2 separate regions of the Mus musculus genome follow, and region 1 is linked to region 2. The links are chromatin contacts, called in public HiChIP or PLAC-seq maps. All regions are on one chromosome and are shown on one strand. The core of a region is the stretch at or near the end of the contact, and the rest is flanking DNA. Distances in the headings are between cores, read along the strand shown.

What was found. HiChIP or PLAC-seq counts read pairs in DNA pulled down with a chosen protein or histone mark.
Region 1: an H3K27ac HiChIP or PLAC-seq map of the HPC-7 cell line shows a contact between it and region 2, with 8 times the contacts expected there. The contact joins two enhancer-like sites. A contact is called at or near these places in 1 of 484 Hi-C or Micro-C datasets (nephron progenitors), 3 of 115 datasets of contacts at active chromatin or transcription factors (the HPC-7 cell line, T-cell acute lymphoblastic leukemia and embryonic basal ganglia) and 1 of 9 other capture datasets (embryonic stem cells).

The regions. Positions count from the first base shown.
Region 1 is chr14:59,966,064-59,972,336 of GRCm38.p6, reverse strand. All of the region lies in intron 23 of Atp8a2 (ATPase, aminophospholipid transporter-like, class I, type 8A, member 2), which reads left to right. Among named protein-coding and RNA genes, the nearest start is that of Atp8a2, 120 kb to the left of the region's middle. Within about 2 kb of position 2,341, at least 46 of the 459 cell types and tissues checked have an H3K27ac peak or open chromatin away from gene starts, as enhancers often do. A contact at or near this core is called in the HPC-7 cell line, where this site is marked.
Region 2 is chr14:59,641,758-59,648,273 of GRCm38.p6, reverse strand. Atp8a2 (ATPase, aminophospholipid transporter-like, class I, type 8A, member 2) reads left to right here. Exons shown (of 36, transcript NM_015803.3): 36 at 350-743. The coding sequence ends at 447. It also overlaps the pseudogene Gm19716. Among named protein-coding and RNA genes, the nearest start is that of Shisa2, 20 kb to the right of the region's middle. Within about 2 kb of position 4,458, at least 49 of the 459 cell types and tissues checked have an H3K27ac peak or open chromatin away from gene starts, as enhancers often do. A contact at or near this core is called in the HPC-7 cell line, where this site is marked.

The sequences.
Region 1 (6,273 bases), core at 1,092-3,591, 330 kb before region 2:
TGACTGTCTTGCCCCAGCATCTTCTTAGCACCTTTTCTCTGAGCAGAGCTCTGTGCGGATTTCTCCTCTTCCTCAGCATTGGGCAAGGCTGTGCCTGATGACTTCTATACAGACCCTGTCTCCAAATAAGGTCATCTTCTAATGATAGTGCAGGTCCTTCCTTCAGCATGTCTGTTACTGTTGGGCATGACCTGCCTATAACTCTGTCCCTTCTCCACGGTGTTAATAGGCATTTTACTGCAAACATCCTGAGCCTTTGTTTAGTAAGAAGATAGACCCTCTCTTATGGACAGTGCAACCATAGGTCAGTTAGACACTGTCTTCGTGACTCTTTTGTTGAGTTTATACTGTGACTTGTTTGTCACTGTCTTTAGCCCATGCTGTCTTTGAGGACCTGAACCAGGAGCAGCTCTGCAGCCCATCCTGGGCACTGAGAACCTGCCCATAGGCATGGCTGGTGTCAAGTCACCCTGTGGCTGTGGGTTTCTGTAACCAGGTTTGTTAGCACTGTTGAACTACAACATTTACAGTATAAAGGAAAATAATATAATAATTCTTATCATGGATAAGTATAAGTGTTTAATCTAAAAATTAAACTATTATTCAGGATACCTGAGTGGTGTCCCTGGGACTGTTAGACAATCCTCTAACAAGGACCCAATGGAAGTTTGTTTTCTTTTAGATATTGATGTCTGGTTGGGACCTCAACAAATAAAATGTGGATTTCATTCAGTTTTGCCCAGAGTGTCCACCCCTGCACTGGACTTTGTATCCAGTACATAGGCTTACATCTGTTGCTGGGCAGACACTGCCAGTAGGGTAGTTCTCTGGCAAAGTTGCTAGGTGTTCATTCCTTATGCAGAAGACTGATGTAGCGAACAGCTGATTGCCCAGTTACACTTTGTTCTGTCAAACAAAACATGTCAATTAAGATATGGAGACGACTATTCTCCCTAATTTAATTCTCCGGGGCTCTGGCACAGCCAGCTGTAAGAACACTAAGCAGGACCTATGGTAATCATAATGTCAAAGAATTTTCCTCATTAACCAAGCCTTTTAATGTTCCCCATGGGATTGTAATTGCCGAGACCTGATGGCCGACTTGTGAACTTACACCGCCGGTGGAAAGCATCTCGGGCTCTTAAGTCAACCATCAATCTTGCTAATGCTCCTGATGGAGGGGCCAAGGGTCCTTTGGATGGTTTTCTTGCCAGTCTCCTTCCTCTTACAAGGTCAATATGCCCCAAATAGTTTCCTGACTACGTATGCTCCGTGTAGGGATTACGGTAGTACCAGTAGTCTCCCTTTTTCTGTGATAGCTGCTGTCTCGCTCACATCGCGTGCCCCAGGGCAGCATGCTGTCATCAAGGGGCTCTCTTACATTCTGGACCTTTGGCATCTGTGAAGTTTGATAAGTTTGCTCATGACCCCTTAGATTGACCCTTTTCTGAGACACTGAACCACTGCCAATTCTACCCTTGTGCAGTAGTTAGAGTGGTTTGTACACTGGAACCTCTAACAAAGTTAGGGTGACCCGAGACTAGGAGTCAGATTCCCCGGTAGGCAGACAGATAGAGAAAGGGGCCATGACTAAGTAACAAAGATGGTGGACTTCCAAGATGACTGGCTTCTTCCCCATCTTCCTGACCCTGGCAGCTTAATACAAAGGCCTTGTGGGCTTTTTCTCCCTCCTGTAGAGCCCTCTCCTGATGGCTTGTCTCAAGAAGTTGAGGGCTAGACCAGGACATGTTTACAGAGCAGTTGTGGTCCAATTAGCTTCCCTGCCCATACTAAATCACTCAGTTGACAGTCACTACCCAGCACTGGCAGTCTTATAACTTGCACGGCCACATAGATTAACTGTATAAGGCCAGTGACCATGTAACCAATACAAAGCACACCTTGCTCAAAGTGTGAAACTGTGCTGGCAGCTGCTTTCAAAGTGAGCGATTGCCATGTTCCCAGCAGAGCTATCCCCATCTCCAGGCAGTTAAAGACATTTTTTTTTTGCCTCCCCCTGAACAGGAGACAACTAGGCTTGAAATTGTCTGTCTAATGTTTTATTTTTACGTGAATTGAGGCCATCTGGTCACAGAAACTCCAAAGCTTCACTGCTCAGGGATTTAGTCTTATGGCTATGAGTATTTCTAGTTTTGCTTCCAATTAGTGGAAGATAAGGTGCTAGGCAGTGTATAACTCACAGGATCCACTGAGGGAAAGTCCACTCCAGGCATTGCAATGTGTCCAAGAGTGGTGGCAGGATGGATCTCCAGAGAGGACTAATTAGCTGGGACTAAAGTCTTTCCCTCTTTCATGAGGCAACACTTATGTGTTGTGACACTAATGTCACAGTGTCGGTTTTCCTGCCAGCGGGCCCCAGCTTTAATCCTCATTTCACATGCATCACTGCCTCTCCTTCATTGACGAAACTTGGCCAGAGGCAAACAGTTTCAAGTGACAGAGCTGTGGTTTGCTAAGCTCAGCTAGCTGACACACACTGCACTCCAGTGAATGCAAAGACCTTCGGAGCCTCCTTTGAGGGAGTGGCTGCATAGGACGGTTTGGGATGAACAAGTTGTTGATACCTGCCCAAAGTACTTCTTGCTGTGCATGCTAGCGACAATAATCGGAGCATTGGAAGAAGATGTGAGCAATGATTGCTGATTGGCCAATAACTGAAATTCCATTCTCTCCCCAATTTTCTGTATGTACCAAAGGCCACCACAATATCTATTGGAAAAAAAAACCAAACAGACAAACACCTGTCCCAAACCTTCAAATTCCAGTTCTCATCTTTCATTTTAATTTAGGGGAGCAGTGACTGCTTCTGGGACTGACTTAGGGTATTTCCCGGGGATTAATTCTGGTTCAGAAGTCGTTGGCTCTGCCCATGGCCACAGGCTTCTTGAGTGAAGGAAAGGCACGACAGTCCTCCTAGCTTAGTGCAGTGTCTGCGTCTTGGGTTGTCGACCCCACGTTTTCTAGGACTGTATCTGTCTTAAGTGTGATTTGCTTTTCCAGTCTCAGGACCAGTAATTAATCATTTCTCCCGGGTAATTGCTAAATGACAAAACCCAGACCTGTTTGTGTGTTCAGGAGAGCTGGTCTTCAGAGGGGACAGTGGTGCCATCCTGTGGGACTCTTGTGTGTGATGACTGTGCTTGCTTGTGTTGACCAAACAGCAGCCTTTGCACACATAGCCTAGTGCCACTGCAGAAATGAAGTTTTACTTTTAATTGAAATTTTAATTTTAATCGAAATGTAATAACTCCATGCAGCTGGCAGCAGCTATCATGAGGGATGGAGCATTTTTTTTTTAGACTTGGGTTTCTGTCAGGTAAGTTTATGTCTTTGGTCCTGATGCTTTGAGGAGGGGCTTGTAGATCGCAATCTTGGAAGCCTTTCTTTAGACAGCAGCACTTTGTCTTTGGGGTTGACTTTGTTCTAGAGCAAAGGGTCACAGCTCATCTGTGGTTTGGAGGCCCCCACTTCCTCATCCAGATGCTGGAAAGGACACGTAGGAAGGACATCTGCGGTTCATTTGACTTCCAGCGATCCAAGGGACATCCAGACAAGGTTTTGCCAAAATACTTAAAACTGCAGTCCCCATGAGCCCTTCTTTCAGCTTTATATATTTTGAGACACAAGAAAAAACTCTTTTTTTTTTCTCCTTACACACTCAAAATACTTTGTACACCAGATGTTGGGGTCCCTTCTTCCCACTAACCAAGCATTTCTCAGGTAGAAGACACACGTATAATTTAACTCCGATAGACAATAGATACAATCTGGATTTAGAGTCAGATCCCACCTCTTCAGGGCTCATATATCTGTCCTCAACCTTCTCAGATGCCGGCCACAAGCCCTTGGATGGTGACCTCTAATTCTGACTGAACAGCCATATGTAAATCAGTGAGTTCCCGAGACCCACAGCTCCTCCTCTTGTTTGGTAATTGGCTAGGACAGTTACTCCAGTCCTCAAGCAACTGAGATGATTCAGAGGGTGAAGTACAAAGCAGAGGTGTGAAAGTCCATGCTGCTTCAGGCACACACACCTCCCCACTAGAGCACCCAGTCCACCTGTCCACCATCTCTCTGTGGTAGACAGCCTCCCTTCACGGTGACAAATACCCAAGAGAAACAACCTAAAAGGACCAACAGGTTGTCTATGCTCATGTTATCTTAAGATCTCAGCCCATGGTCACTTTAGAGGCTGTGACAAGGCGGAATGAATTACACACTAGAACCTGAGAGAGAGGAAGCAGCTGACTCCATAGTAGCTGAGAAGCAGTGAGGGGGAGGGGGAGGGAGAAAGAGGCCGTGCCCAAATACTCCCTTCAGTAACGGGCTTTTACACAGGAACCTAACTTCCTTCCCCTCTTTGCCACCTCCTAAAGGTTCCTTCACCACTTTTTAGCACTATAAGCTTGGACGAAGCTGTCAATGCCTCGCCTTTGAGGGGACATTTTGGATGGAAATTGCAAAACTCTTGAATCCTTCTCTTGTGGCTTTTGTGATCACTTTGTCACATGAGTGGGGTCAATGAAGTCATGGGCTCCTGAGATCAACCCATCCTCAGCTTTTTGCTCTCCAGACTGGGGTTGAGATAGAGCTAACAGTTCTTACTTTCTGATCCCATCTTAAGTCTTTCCTGTGAGGAACCCCCTCCCCTCTACATTCATTGTGATAACACATGGAAGACTGTTAGCTTCACGTTTCCCAGGGGTTTAGGAACTGCGTTGTTCTGGCAATGGGCGATGTATTTTTCAGTACCACACACGTTCAAACTCAAGTACTGTGTCTCCTCCACTGCAGTGATGGTCCTCGTCCTACCTGACGAGTGCAGATCTAGACTAGATGATTACTCGAGGGTCCCATCATGGTTAGGATGGCGTTAGTTATGATGGGAAATATAGCTCTTTGGGGGGGTGCCTTTCTAGTCTTCAGCTTAACTCAGAAGCTATCCTTTTCAATGGGGAAAATGGGCTCCATGCTCACACCCCAAGGATTTTCTTCACCTCCCCAGTGAGAGAACTGCAGATGACGCTCTCAGGCCACACAGGGTTTTCCTTTTGGCAGAAAGCTTAGCTATGCTTTCATGCCAAAGTGACAAAATGTTTGTAATTTAGCCTTTTGAGTAAATATATCCAGTCACAGACATGTGTTTGCAATGGCAATTGTTCAGCTGAGTCCTGAAAGACTGAAGGAGGAGGCTCTGTTGGTTTGTTTAATCCTGCAGCCGTTTCATCCCCTTGGCGGAGAGCGGGGGTGATTCCATCCTTTCCAACAAACCCCAGAGAGGTTTACAGATGCAGACTCAAAACACAGCCTTATTCCAAAGGAGTAAGAAAGCATTCATCCTAAGCCAAATATGAGTGACCGAGAACACAGATGCACATTGCTCTAAATGACCTGTTCCAACATAGAAAGTTATATACACTTTTATTAGTTCCAGAATAAAAGAGTTATAAATATAGTTGGTGGAGACATGAGATAGACATGTTGTGCCAATCCAGCTGAGTGTCTGTTGCAGGTTTCAACTGCTGTCTGCTGAATTCCTACTTCCTGGGGATTTGGAAACTTGTGTTAAGTTAATGCAATCCAAGGCTTTTTCCTTTTGTCAAAAACATGTCAGATCTGAGGTGGGCTATGAAAGTGACTAAAAGTGTTTGATATCATTTTGGCACTTGATAGGCAACATTCCAACTCTCCAGAGTAAAACAAAATCAGTTGATTGGGCTTCACATCTTCGATTTAAGGGTCACCTTCCAAAAGTAGAATTTCAGTTCATACCACTATCAAATGGGACACTTGAGAGTCAAATGTGTCCATCAGGTAAGTTAACCTTTCTTCCACCGTGGCATGTTCAAAAGGATGCAGGGAAACTCCTGAACAACCATTACATATCCCACAGGCAGTGCTGGCAGGTTTGCTTTCTGGGTGTCTGGTCTTACACCATAGCATGGTTTTTTAAGACGAGAGGTAGTAAGACATGTCATTACACTGAGGAGTTTATCTGAATTTCAGCCTTACTCTCCTTCAGACAGAGAAAGAGATGCACACACAAGCACACCAAGGCAGGGGCATGAGCAAGATGATAGAGATGGTTATCCACCGTTTTGGATATCTTACATATCACCAGCAAATCAATTGGCATTTTCTATGCTGCTTTTTAGACACAGCGACATCGTCAGGACAACGACAATGATCTTGCAGTAGCCGCTCCTGTAAGTTTGTCCAAGGGAAGGGCTCCTATCTAGAAATTCAGCTGTG
Region 2 (6,516 bases), core at 3,209-5,708:
AATCATCAGGTACTGCCTTTTGATATTGGACCCCCAGCCTCCAGTACTGTAAAACAAACTTCCAGTCCGTACTTCACCTAGTCCATGGTATTTTGCCACAGCTGCAGGAAGCCAACGCCTTCCGTTCTGAACCATTCCCATCCGGGTCTCGTCAGCTCCCTGCCCCGTCCCTCTTGGTCATGGTCCCCTTTGCTTTTGCAGACCTCTTCATCTCAGGTCTCTGTATCCAAAGCTAAGCAAATCTCCCATGACCACACAGTTCAATGGGGTCTTCCAGGAAGCAGTTTGTCCTTAGTCTAGCATGTTCCCTCCTTCTCCCGCTAACGCTTCTTCCTGTGTGTTTTCATAGATGGGTATGCCTTTTCTCAAGAAGAGCATGGAGCTGTTACACAGGAGGAAATAGTCCGCGCTTATGATACCACCAAAGAGAATTCAAGGAAGAAATAAGACGCAAAGTTTCCTGATGGCTCCAAGGAAAGAGATTCAGTTTGTTGCACACAGTGTTAACAGTTTTGTCAGCAAAGACTGGCGCCAGCAGCCAGACACCAGAGAACACATTTCTGTGGCCTTAGCCGACCAGTTTGTTAGCAGCTCTCTGTCCTTGTGTAGTCCCTGGGCATAGGCGTCAGGGGAAGCCATTCTCCCAGCTTGTCTGCAGCGCTTGGCCCAACTTCTGTTTACGTCATTATGAAGCATTCAGCTGGGCTTTGTGAGGTGTGAAATTAAAAACTATGTTTCACCGATGCTTAAACATCAATACCAGTGGTTCTGGGAGAGAGGAAAGGGGCATTATGTTACAAGAGACCAGTCCTGTGTAATTGGAACAGGGAAAATGTACTTCCTGTTTGGTGCATGCACAGATCATGCAAGCCTCGCTTTCTGCAGATGGCTCGCTCACTCTGATTCCTGTTTTGTTTGTCTGAAGTTGGCATAAACTTCTTGATTGCAGTGAAATCAGAACAACTTAACGGTTGAGGGATGAACCTGAGAACGTTTCTTTGGCTCTTTCAGCCACAGCCTCAGCAAGGCAACTGGCCAGCGTCCTATGCCTTGTGCACCTATTTCAGCTGCCGGCAGGCCTTCAGTCTTACCACTGCTCCCCCGTGCTGTTGTCCTTGAATCTGCACAGCTGACCCTGGTGCCGTGCCTCACAGCTGATAGCCACCCATCCATGTTCTGTGTGTCTTTGTTCCTCTATACATTCAGATATGGATGTCTGAAATATTTCCTCTTGCCTAGCCCCGCCCAACCCTGCCCGGCCCAGCTGCTACCCTACATCTCCATAACTGAAGGGAAGTGGCTGTTCCATACCAAGCCTTACTTAACTGCCCTTTCCCGATGGGATCCTGTGGGTGAGGGTGGCAGGCTCTACACACCATTTCCGTAGGCCTCTAGTGGCCTCTTAGAACTGACATCTGCTTCCTGGATGCTCAGAGCACATTTTAGACTTTCCACAGTTTGGAAGTGAATTTATAATGGTGTCTGTGCACTGAAAGAACAAAGCTGTCCCCCCCCCCCCACCCCCACCCTGAGATTCTAGAATCAAGGCAAGCCAAGGAGAGTGGCACAGGACACAGGGCAGAGAGTGGTGAGGAAGAGGACCCCAGATCTCCTGGAAGGTGACAAAGGCCATGAGACTCAGAAGGCAGACACAGAGGACACGTTCACCGGGTCTCCATGGAAGTTCTCAGGCCCTACTCTTGTCAGTCAGTGGTTGTGATCAGCCCATGTACACTGTAGCAGAAACCAGACCTCGTCTCACAGAGTTCTTTTGAGTTGGTTGATTTTCTTGAAGCATAGTCTTACACTGTATGCCAGTCTAACCTCACACACACTTTGTAGTCCAGGCTAACCTCAGACTCTCAGCAATTCCTACACCTCCCAGATATGGGATATGGTCTCTTTTCTGTATCCAACAAGTTTCAGACCTGAGGCCCTCTCTGAGCAGTTGCTTAGGTTCTAAAGCAAGGACAGGAGTGCCCATTCCCACCTGTAGCCACTGCAGGTCCCCACTCTGAGTTGGAACAGAACCTGGGAGCCCCAGGCCTACATGTGAGAATGGAGGGCCCTCAGAAATCACAGGCCTGGCACCACCCTTTCTTCTCAAACTCCAAAACCCTAGATTTTTGGATGGCTTAAGGTGAATACCCTGGATACCTGTTACTGGGTAATGTGGTACCCTACCACCAGGATGCTGTGTGAGCTTAGAAACAAAGCAGCAGAGAGATGGCTGAGCAGCACAAGGTGCTGCATCAAGAAAGGGAAAGGCAACTATGCTTTGCTTCCTGGCCCCGTACTTTTGCAACATCGGGGATAAACAGATACTGAAAAACCGTGGACATGATTTGCATTGAGTAAGAAAACTGATTCTCACTTGGGGAGTGACCAGGCTGCTGAGATGGCTTGAAAGGGGGACAGGGGTGGTACAATTAAGAAGAATCTTGGAAGTGACCTCTCTTTGCTCCCTGAGGCAAGTAAGAAAATCTAGTGTGCCCCCCAAAAAGCTGGAATCCTGACAGATTATACCACACGGGAGAAACAGCAGGAAGCGTGCTGCAAATCAGCGAGCCAGCCATGGTGGACATCTGAATTGCATCCCAGAGAGGCTGGGGCAGAACTATGGAGAGGAAAAGAAAGTCAACTGAATGTGCCCTCTACAACTCCCCCTCCCCTATGTGTCTTCCCTCCCCCTCCCCTCTCCCTCTCTCCCTCTCCTCCTTCCTGTCTCTTTTTTTTCTTTTCTTTGTTTCTTTTATCTTTTTTTTTCAACCTTAAAGTTGGAGTTATTTGGGAGAAAGAAAAAAAAACCCTCAACCAATGATGGAATTTACATCTCAAGACATCTCCCAAATAATGACTACAGATTACAAATCATTTTCATAGAAAAATATTTTTTGCACAGATTTTACATGTATTATTCAGATGCAGGGCATAGAGAGCAAAGTAGGAGATGGGGATCCAGCAGCTTTCTTTGACAAGGGAAAGTGTCTACAACCGATGGTTTGTAAAAAACTCATTCAACTGTGGGTATTGCTCTAAAAGCCTACATCCTAGCTACTATCCAGTCAAGTCCACTGGATAAGCACTTTGCTGTGCCCACGCCTGCAGCACACTATACCAAGGCTTGCACCCTAAGACCAAGGTATCATTTATCTGCAGATACCCTGACTTCCTGCAACAGGGGAACTTGCCGAGTCCCTGTCTCTGGAGCTGACCCCTACAAAGGTGCATATCAAAGCAGACAGGTCAGGGTCCTGAACTGCAGGAGAATTTAGGACCCTGTTCTTTGCATAATTCTTTATTCTCAAGGGAAGTTAAGAAACCAGCCCTCCTAAGCAGAAAGCCACACAGTGTAAGTCACATTATAAACCCATGCACCAGCGGTGTGGGGTTCCAGGGAAGAAAACTTACGGAAATCTTAAAACACCCCAAAAAGGCAGAAGGCTTCCAACTCACCTCTCCTCATTTATGCACCCCTATGCACCACCCAAGTCCATCATTTGAATTTTACTCTGTTCTCCAAGGGGTGACAACAGCAGAAACCCACAGACCACAGACAGGGTGGGGGTGGGGAGTACGGGAGAGCTGGTTTGCTTGAAAAAAGCAGAGATTCCAAAGGTCACAGCTGTGGTGGCCAAAATTAAATGCCTTTGAAGACAGGTGTGTGACTTACAGACTACTTTGGGAGGCTAACAGTATCATCGAGAAGATGAGATAGCCAAAGTGACAAGGCTTTGAAAGAAGGTGGATATATTCAGAGGTTTAGAAAGGACAGTGTTTAGAAGGGACAAAATCAGGACACACAAGAGTAGTTTGATTTGCTTTAGAATGTTCAAGAATAGAGAGACTAGGAGAGGACACAGGATGTAGGGGTCTACTTAATATGGCTGTCTCCCACCTTCTCATCTTCACCATCCACGGAGACAGTGGTGTGCTTGCTTGCTTGAGTTCTCCTTGGATTGCCTGGCTTGGGTGCAGATCTGGAGTCTTGCTCCTTTTTGCTGTCTTTCCTATCTAACTCCTTCTGTGGTATTTATTCCTTCCATCTCCAGGACCACAGCAGGAGATGTTCTTTTAGGGACACTCACTCCATCTATTTTGTTTCCTTCCTTTCTTCTCCTTCCTCAGGGCTGCACCAGGGCTACTTGTAGGGACTGCTGCCCTGTGTCTGAGCTCTGAGATTCCACAGGAGGGGCAGAGCATTGCTTATCACACACACACACACACACACACACACACACACACACACACACACACACACACACACATTCTCCTTTGGTGGAGGGGCTGGCATTACTCTTAGAGGCTGATCGGGTTTCCGAGGTTTAGAGGTTGGAGAGGGACAGTCTTCTTTATGAAGTGCTTCATTTTCTAGAGACATCTCTCTCACTCACTCTTCTTCGTGATCTGCCCCACGCGGCTGAGGCCCCAATCTGTGATGACTCACTTCCTGTCTTCAACGGTTCTTTCCTGAGTTCACCCGGCCAACCTCGGTGTCTCTGCTGGGATCAGCCATCTAGTTCTGGCTCGTCCAGCTGATGCTGCAACGTCTCCTGCTCCCTCTTCACCACTCTTCTACTTCTGTTTCTCCAGCAGCTGTGTCAACAGGCTTTGCTCCTCCAAAGATAGAAAGAAGCCGCTCGACTGGACTGGGAGGTGCAAGCAGAGCAGTCATCTTACTTAGGAGTACTCTGAGGCTTTGCCTTCAGTTTGGATATTTTTGTGGGAGAGGGGATTCCGTTATTACACCTATAGTCACGCTGTGAGCAATCACTTCTGGTGTTCCATGACCAGTCACCCCATCTGTCATAACTGTCTTCATAGTAGTCCTCACCATCTGTGGTCATCATCCCTACGATACCCACTACCAAGTGCTCTTCTGCCTGTCCTGGAGTCGTACACTCATAGTGCCTGCTGTCATATGGTCATAGCTATTCTGGCACCCATACTGATCCCTATCTCAGCACACCCATCCTAAAGCCATCCTTACCGATCCATATCTCAGCACACCCACCCGAAAGCCATCCATACCGATCCATATCTCAGCATACCCATCCGAAAGCCATCCTGATAATGCTCAGAACTGTAACGATCTCGACACTTTTCTCCAAAGCCAACATCAAGTCTTTGAGGAGGGTAGTCCTCAAAGCTGTCTGCATCAGGACAGGCCCTCCTGTCTGTATCTGTTTTGTGAAAGTCTCGATTTCTATCTTGCCCAAAAGAACAATCATCCTGACTTTACCCAGTACTCCATCAGTGACTTCCACTCAAAACTCATTACCTAGAGGGTCCTTGCTGATCCTCGGGGCACTGATGGGAGCACTCGGACCCTCTAACTCTCCATAGCCAAACCTTCCAACCTGTCTGGATTGTTGGGGTCACTTGGCAAGCATACAGCACTGATGTCTCATCTTCTAAGAATACTTTAATGGGGTCTTCTGTCATGTCATAGGGCAGGTTCCCTAGGAGCACAGTATAGGGTGAGGATTTGGGCATACAACTCCAGTTGGTATTTAGTTCCTCAGCAGCCTATGGAGCAGTGGGAGGGTGGAACAGGCTATCAGAGATGCCCTATGCACATGGCATCATTACTGTGCCAGATCATCTATTAAATCAGCCTAGCTGACAGGTTTGGAGACCAGTGCTCCCTCCCCCCATTTTCAACCATAAACCTCTTTGGGATGTGGTTTCCCCTTCTTAATCTTCTTTTCTGCTAAGGCTGCCATGTCAGGAGAGGAAGAGAGTGCCCTCTCAAAGGCCCCACTCCCTACTCATTTTCATTTGGGGGCTTAACTGGTTTGGAAAGATTGAGTTAAAATTCAGCTTTTTGCCGGACACCTAGCCCTCTCTTGAAGGTCCTAAATCAGATTAGCAAATGCAAGTGCTTGTTTGGAGATTTTGTTTTGTTTTCTTGTCTTTTGACTTTACAGTGTGCATTTTCCCGGGGCATATTTTCTTCTTTTGAGAAGTAGACTAAACAGTCTCTGCAATAATGAGGTACACAGGCAGGAGAAAACATTTCTGGGAGGGATGGCTTTCTATTTTTTTTCCCTCTCCTGATTAAGCTTTCTCCTAGCCAAATGACTAAATTGGGTTTCTAGGCAAGGCAGCTGTCATGGTGTGTGATGTATACTATTTATGCAGGGCCCACAGGGGAGCTGTGTCATTTGTCCTGTCTTTAAATTGAGGTCAGAGTGTCTCACACACAACCCCTCCCTGGGGAATAGAATGGACCGGACTCGGTTGCATACACTGTCAGCTCGGTGGAAATGTCATATGGAACATGTCACTCCTGTCAAATAGTGTGTGACCCTTGCGCTGGCAGGTCACATTCGGTCAGCACTTCCAGGGCTACCTCTGGATTGAGCTAAACTGGGTTTAGGGCTAAGTCAGTTCTCAGAAGGCTCTTATGTCTGGCTAGATCCCATTCTTGAAACTGTAAACAATCCAGCCAGTATCCTCTCAACTTAGTTCTGGATTCTGCTATGCTCCCCATACCTACGGGGAAGGCAGCAG